2 separate regions of the Mus musculus genome follow, and region 1 is linked to region 2. A link is a contact called in public Hi-C data. All regions are on one chromosome and are shown on one strand. The core of a region is the stretch at or near the end of the contact, and the rest is flanking DNA. Distances in the headings are between cores, read along the strand shown.

Region 1 (4,036 bases), core at 519-3,018, about 11 Mb after region 2:
TTGCTGAGGCCACGTAAGGTCCAGACAGCAGTGATCAATGTAGTGAGCTGATGGTGGAACATTCTGGGTTGCATAGGAGAAAAGTTTAGTTTTTGCTACAGGGTCTCACTCTACGGTCTGGGCTGGCGTGGAACTCAGAGGGCCTGCCCTTGCTTCTCTACTGCTGGGATTAGGAAAAGTCACAAGAATGGACAAGGGAGAAAGAGTTGGGAGTCCTATCCCCCAACTAGCCTTCCGCAGTAAGACTGCAGGCCCAGCTCTGCTGGGTTTGCAAAGGACTCTGGGTTACCTTCTAATAAGACTCAGTTTCCCCCTGGGCTTAGAAAGGACCAAATTATACACTCACTCTGGTTCCTCCAGGTATCAGTACCTGTAACCTTAAAGGTGCCATTCAGGAAACACAAACCCCTCCCACAACCCCAGGCCCAACTGAGACCAGGCCACATTGACAAGCTTCAGAGGTTCAGCCATGTGGCCTGCAGCTCTGTTTTGGGAAAGTTGGAAGAAAGAAAACCTGGAACCCAGGAGGCAGAATACCCTGTAGGCAGCAGACCTACCTGACTGCTATCCTCGCTTTTCACAGTCTTGTCAATCTTGGCAATTTCTTCATCTGGGTCTTGCAAAAACTAAAAAAAAAAAAAAAAAAAAAAAAATCCCGGTCCACCATGGGTCCACATGGTGCGACCCAAAGACAAAAAACACAAGAGAAAAAGGGGGAAATGTTTGTTAGGTCATGAACGACATTCAACTAAAGGAAACCTCTCTCTCAACTAATTCTTTTCACTAGTAGGTAAGAAGAACCAAATTTGGTACCCAGGTAAGATGGAAGGGGGGGTGGGCTGTCCCCTTCCCAACCTGTATCCTTTGTACTCACCACGGCCACATTTGCCTTCCTTTTTCTGGAGCGGACTGAAAGGTCGGAGCCACCTTCTTCTTTCATGTTGCTGTGGTCCGTCGAGTCTCTGCAAGGGCATGGTGTCATGGGGTGCTGCTCCCCAAAAACTCAGGCCGCCCCTCCCCCACCGCTACTCACCCTTACCCTCCCGCAGCAGGGAGGCCACTCACCTCTCCCTTGGCATGGCTCAGGACTTGGGCTTGGAACTCAGACCTGGGAGGACAACAAGCAAGCATCGTGGTGAGCACGGCCCGCAGAGGGGACCTGAGTCTTCCAGTTCGTCCCGGGCACCCCTCCCCCCTCCCGCGCGGGCGGCGGCGGCGGGAGCCTCCTGGGCCCGGAGGCCGGCCGGGAAAATGGCCGATGGGCCCGGGTGGCTTGTCACCCGCAGGCGCCGCCAGCAGCCTGCGACCCTGGGTCCGAACCTGAGGTTGGGGATGGAGGCCCAGCCGCCCTTCAAGAGGACCCCCCGCTCCATCACCGTCCTCGGGGCCGGGGCTGCCTCAGTGTCCCTTTCTACACCTACCCCTGACCCGTCTCTCACAGCCACCCCGGCCGGGGCACCCCGAGCTGATACCTCAGGGGACCGGGTGACCCGGCCTCGCCCCACCCCCACCCGGGCCCGGTCCGGTCTGGTCGGACCCGGTCCGGACGCCTGGGAGTCGTGGGAGTCCCGGGAGTCCCGGGAGTCCAGGCAGCCCGTACCCGAAGCTGTGTCCGCCGCAGGCAGGCGCGCTCGAGCGGGCAGGAGGCCGACGGCGAGCGGGAAGCAGGAGGCGGGAGGCGGCGGCCGAGCGCGCGGCGCTGGCGGGATCCGCGCCTGCCCCCTACACCGCGCTGGCTGTCGAGCCGGCTGCTCCTGCGCCCGGCTTCGAGCGGGACATTTAAAAATCCCAGCGCGCGGCACCGGCCCCGTCCCGCCCTCGCGCCCCGCCCCGAGGGCTGCGAGCCCCTCAGCGGCCGCCGCAGGCCCGGGGCCCGCCCCGTCGCCGCGCGGACCAGCGAGGAGCTCTGGTGGGGGCGTGGCCTCCCGGGGGGCGTGTTCTTTTACGGGCGTGGCATGCACTAAAGGGGTGGGGCTAGATGTCAGGGCCTGCGCGCCGGGGGCGGGGTGCGGACGTGGTAGGCGGGGCCTGCGCGGGGCGGGACGCGGGAGAGTCGTCTGGCGCGCGCGGCTGCGGGGCGGGCTCGCTGACGCGGGAGAATCTTGGCGCGAGCGCCTGAAGGATTCTGAGCGTGCGGGGCCGGGAGGAGCGGCATGGGCCGCCCAAGTGGAATGTCAGCAGGGCAGATCGCAATGATCGGCGGCCGGGCTTGACTGGAGTGAGGCACGGGAGGGCCCGGAGTTAAGAACCCGTCATCCGCCGGTCTCCCGCGCGCGCGCACTGTCCCTCCTGACTCGTCCTCCCCGCCCCTGAGACGCAGAGTTCCGGGCCGAGTCCGGCGCGTGGGTGTCCCCAAGGTCACAACAGCTTGTGGCTCCTGGGACCGGAACCAGCATTCAGGCTGCTGCTGTTAGGTCTCCTGTGGACCAGCAGCAGGTCCTTTAACCTGTCAGTGTTTCTGGTCCATTCATCCACCCATTCATTCATTCATTAGGCTACCCAAGCACATTTCTGTGCCTCTAGCACACATGGGCCCAACCCGTTTGCAGAAAGCCTCTCTGACCCTTAGGTCCCCATGAGGTGAGGCAGTCTCCAGCCTATAATTTTACTCCAAGTGTTTTCATCAACCTCAGAGTATGCACATGCCTCACAAACGTGAAGTGACCCTCACCCACCCCAGACCTGACCTTCAGCCCTCCGCCCGAGCTGCTGGATCCAGCATCCGGTGCCCTTTCGCACCCCAGAGCCTCAGAGCTTGCTTTACTCTCTTCTGACCCATTCCAGCTGTTTGTGCTTCCGGAAAACTTGAAGGTCTTTGGTAACCACTTCCTCTCCGGCGTACCTTTCCCCAGGACGTCCCCTCCAGTGTTAAACTATGGCAAAGCACTTGTTTCTTCCAATCTCTTGTTCACTCTGTTTTCTTATCCCGTTGCCCCTTCTGTATCTTGGACCAAAAGGGTCACTTCCCTTATGTTAGTAAATGATATAGAAAGAAAGAAAGAAAGAAAGAAAGAAAGAAAGAAAGAAAGAAAGAAAGAAAGAAAGAAAGAAAGAAAGAAAGAAAGAAAGAGAGAAAAGAAACCCACACTGACCCAGGTCTGTGGAACATACAGGCTACTGAGACGAATGCCTTGAGCACATTGACTGCTAGCAAAGAAAGACCTGTACTCAAGTTGTAGAAGTGTGAAAGGCGGGGTCTAAATACCTCTGGGGACCTTCCTCGGGGTAAGCCTGTCTCTGCTCCCAGTGACTCTCTTCTGGAAGTCAAAGTGGAGTGTGCCCTTCCCATAGGTCCTGACTAGCATAATGGTGATGTCCCAGGCTGCTGAGATTTTGTTGAGGATGTCATAAGCAGACTGAGCCCCAGACCCCATATTCTCCAAACCCTGTTGGATTCAACAGCAGATGATAAACTTAAAGTGAAACTTTGGGTTAAGCCCTTTAAAGTTAAAGCCCAGCCCTAAGAATTTAACAATAAAGCTATCATGCTGGTTCCAGGGTGACCCTAGTTCGCAGACCACAGCTATCTACTGCCTACACTTGCTGTGAGAATTAAGGGAAACAGGTGGCTCAGTACCAGGCCTGGTACACAGTAAATGCTCAATAAATGAACTATTGCTGCAGTGATAGAGCTTTCCTTATGGACCCATCAGCAGCAGAGAATGAGAGTTTCAGGCATTGTATGTCCTAACAATAAAACAGATGAATTAAAGACTACACAACAAAAGTCACAAGTCACTTGCCTTTACAGCAGCATACAAGAATCCCACACTCAAGAATGCAAAACACAGGTTGGGTGTGGTAGCTAGCACCCACCCACCTTTAATCCCAACACTCCAACTCAGGAGGCAGAAGCAAGTGGGTCTCTGTGAGTTCAAGGCTAGTCTGGTCTACAGAGCAAATTCCAGGCCAGGTGTTGGTTGCACACGCCTTTAACAACAGAGCAAGTTCCAGGTCAGCTAAGGATACATAGAGAAACCCTGCCTTGAAAAGTAAATAATTTGAGCTTAGACCTACATGGTGGAGCACGACTTTA
Region 2 (3,889 bases), core at 1,191-3,690:
TCACAACCATCTGTAATGAGATCTGATGCCCTCTTCTGGTGTGTCTGAAGACAGCTAGAGTGTACTTATGTATAATAATAAAAAAGTATACTTTTACACAAAAGTATAAATACAGCATGCATTTAAAAAAAGAAAAGAAAGAAAGAAAAGAAAACAGGAAAACTTAAAAAAAGAAAAAAATCCAGAAGTCTGCAGGGCTGTTGATAGAACTTGGGAAATCCTGCATGCTAGCCAACCTAGCCCAAGATGATTTTTTTTTTTTTTTTTTTTTTTTTTTTGAGACAGGGTTTCTCTGTATAGCCCTGGCTGTCCTGGAACTCACTTTGTAGACTAGGCTGGCCTGAAACTCAAAGATTCCCCTGCCTCTTCTGCCCTCCTGGGCGCTGGGATTAAAGGTGTGCACCACTACTGGGCTCAAGAGGACTCTTTTTTCTTTTTTCATTATTATTACTGATATTCGAAACAAAGCTTCACTATGTATTCCAGACTAACCTCGCTGTCCTCAAACTCCAAGCACTCCTCCTACCTCAGCCTCTAAAAGACTGTGCTGCCATCCTCTACTTTCTTCCTTCCTTCCTGTCTGTCTGTCTGTCTGTCTGTCTTTTTCCTACTCAGGGACTCACTATCTGGTCTTGAACTGCAATCCTGCTGCCCCAGCCTACCCACTGCTGTCTGTCTGTCTGTCTGTCTTTTTCCTACTCAGGGACTCACTATCTGGTCTTGAACTGCAATCCTGCTGCCCCAGCCTACCCACTGCTGGAAGTGCCAGCACACTGCACTTTTCTTTCTTTCTCTTTTTCTTATTTTAAGAGTATTACTTTGGCCAGGCAGTGGTGGCGCACGCCTTTAATCCCAGCACTTGGGAGGCAGAGGCAGGTGGATTTCTGAGTTCGAGGTCAGCCTGGTCTACAGAGTGAATTCCAAGACAGCCAGGACTGCACAGAGAAACCCTGTCTTAAAAAAAAAAAGAAAGAAAGAAAGAAAGAAAAGAAAAAGAGTATTACTCTGTAGTCCAGGCTGACCTCTAACTTGAAGCAGTCTTCCTGCCTCGGTTTCCCAAATGAGAGGGTTATAGCACACAAAATTATTTTTATATAGTGTTTACCATATACATGCCCATCACAGTCCTAAAGACTCATTTAATCATAAATAAAGCTCTAAAGATAAAATTATACAGCTCAAGAGATGGCTCAGCAGTTGAGAGCAATGACTGCTCTTCCAGAGGTCCTGAATTCAATTCCCAGCAACCTCATGGTGGCTTACAACCATCTATAATGGGATCCAATGCCCTCTTCTGGTGGCTCTGAATACGGCTACAATGTACTCATATACATTAAATAAATATTTAAAAAGGAAAGAAGGAAGTATACTAAGGACTTCTACTTTCCAGACTAGGAAAATGAGGCCAGAGAGGTTAACTGACGAAAGCAAGACTACACAGCTAGGCACAGCTAAGCTACAAACCCAAACTAAAGGTCTCCACAATGCAAGACCTTACCTGATGCATTTCAAAAGCCATTTCAACAAGAATTAAATCTGACCTCCATTCCTCTTCACTTCACCTCCTACCCCCTCTCACTCATTCACTCTGTCAAGGCCTCTGACGTTGGGCCTATGTCCTAAACTGGTTACCTCCTCTGGTAAGTGTGCACCAGATTCTGTGGCTTTTCTATGAGTGTTCAATGAATGGAGCTGTCTCTGATTGTCGTCAGAGATTTCTACTGCCTTCCAACCTACCTCTACCCACCTGACACTGTACATCCATACTGATTGCCTAACTCTGAACCTTGTCTCCCCATCCTCTGTCCAGAACCCCTGGCCTCTATCCTTAAACTTATGCCGCATTTCTTGACGCTAAGTTTCAAATCTATAACTCAAGAACATCACTCCAGCCCTCTCAAACCAGATCAGCCCACAGAGTGTGCAGGGTGCACAGCATCTGTGAGGCTCTCTCTGTAGTCCATAAAACCTGACCCTTGCTGGTCACCGTCAGCCCCGCCCTATCCACTCATGCTCCGCCCAGGAAGGCTTGCTTCCCTCTTCAAGGCCTACCCCCTACCCTAATCTACCAAGACTAGGTCCCTTAAATCCCGCCCTAGATCTTTTTAACCCGTACAGCGGCCTCTTCAAGCTCCACCCAAATCGATTAGCTCAGCCCCAGACCCACTTAGCCCTGCCCCGTATCCGGGCAGACCCCGCCCACCTGACCAGAAAGCCCCGCCCCACTTCCACATCCACATCCACTACGGGCCCAGCCCCCCCTGCTTCGGCCCATCAGCCTCACCGTAGGTCTCGGCCATGGCTCAGTGGCGACCGCTGAGGGCCGCAATATGGCGCCGCAGCCGCGCCTGTTCCTCGGCTGGCAGCCGCTCCACTCGGGCTGCAGCCTCAGCTCCTTTCCACTTCTGGACCCGGCGCCGCCACTTCCGCCTTCACCGCCCCCCCCCCTCCCGCGCGAGCCTCCGGAGCTGCGGATACCAGGCCACGCTCGCCCAACGCAGTGATTGGTGGATTCAGGAGGCAGTGGGCGGGATAAGCGGCGCGGATTGGTGGCATGAGAGGGGCCGAGTCAAAAGGGGCGTGACATAGAAGAGCGATTGGTGGAGCAAGTGGGAGAGGGCGGAGGCAGAGATGCTGCCCTAGCGGTGGAACGGATTTGGTCAAATATCGGGGAGCAGAGACTAGACTCCGTATTGGTTATACGTAGGCACGGGGCGGGGACAAGAATGCCAAGAAGGAGCAAGGGCAGGATGGACAGAGTTGGAAGAATGGATCTCAGGCTGCTGAGTGTAATTTCTAACCCCATAGACCGGAAAGAGGAAAGCTGAGGACACGCGCACATTTATCCCTATCTACAAGAAAAACCTCTGTTGGTCGGGCTCTGGGGTCGCGCATGCTTTCAACCCCAGTACTCAGGAAGCAGAGGCAGATGTATCGCTGAGTTCAAGGCCAACCTGGTCTACATAGTGAGTTTCAGAACAGTCAGGGCCTACATAGAGAAACCCTCAAAACAAAGACAAAACAAAAAAACTGTACGTTCTATGCGCTTCTCGGGATCTATTGGCTCATACCAATGATTCAACTCCCTTTAAAAGAGAGGAAAGCGTACATATATTGTACTGTTTACCCCCTTGCTTGGGGGTCCCAAACCTTACCTTGGAGCAAAGGGCTTGCAAAGTGAAATTCTGCCTAGTAGCCACTGACGTTACAACATTCAGGGCATTAATTGGCTATATTCAGAAACCCGTGAAACATTCTTTGCACATACCCACCCAACCCCAAAAACCAAAGAGACAAATAGTTTGCCATTGGCTGCTGTATTTGCATAGAGCCGGAAGGGTAACTGCAGGGATAGCGGTAGGCTGAGCTCACTGGCAGTAGAAATCCCATTGCTGAAAAAGAGTAGATAGAAAACCAACCAGTGATGACATTGCAATGCGCCTAGTGGTTCTAACAAAGTTATAGCTGCAAGGACTAGGTTTGATCACCCAGAAATGAACACATTAGCTTCCAGTACTGCACCCTCTGCCATTTCCCAATTAGAGATCACTCAGCACTGGGCAGGGCCTGTAAACTCAGCAGCCCTCAGGAGGCTGAAACTGGAGGCTAGTGATTTTGAGGCCAGCTTGGGTACATACCAACAACAAAAATAATTACTTCTCATAAACAGGTAAGCAAATAAAGGAACTATCATCCTACTCCCACCTCCACCCCCAAGACACTCACATCGGTCTTCATATCAATTTTGCCAGGTTTCAGAGTCAGGTCCTCCCGGACAATGCTACTGGGGAAATAGCCCAGGCGGGCTGCCAGGTCTCCATAGTAACCTCCCTGAACCTGGAGAAGAAGTTAAAAGTCCATCTGGGGAAACGGCACTTATGCTTGCTGA

What was found. A called contact is a pair of places that touch in the nucleus more often than the background predicts.
Region 1: a contact with region 2 is called in a Hi-C map of B cells, with 6 read pairs. The contact joins the promoter of Ccne1 here to the promoter of Rab4b in region 2. A contact is called at or near these places in 2 of 39 promoter capture datasets (cranial neural crest and pre-B cells) and 1 of 484 Hi-C or Micro-C datasets (B cells).

What each region holds. Positions count from the first base shown.
Region 1 is chr7:38,105,722-38,109,757 of GRCm38.p6, forward strand. Ccne1 (cyclin E1) reads right to left here and starts at 1,769. Exons shown (of 12, transcript NM_007633.2): 1 at 1,601-1,769; 2 at 1,066-1,108; 3 at 875-962; 4 at 558-626. The coding sequence starts at 1,079.
Region 2 is chr7:27,176,443-27,180,331 of GRCm38.p6, forward strand. It overlaps Rab4b (RAB4B, member RAS oncogene family), which reads right to left and starts at 2,441. Exons shown (of 8, transcript NM_029391.2): 1 at 2,285-2,441. The coding sequence starts at 2,300. It overlaps Mia (melanoma inhibitory activity), which reads right to left. Exons shown (of 4, transcript NM_019394.3): 3 at 3,727-3,837; 4 at 3,299-3,392. The coding sequence ends at 3,369.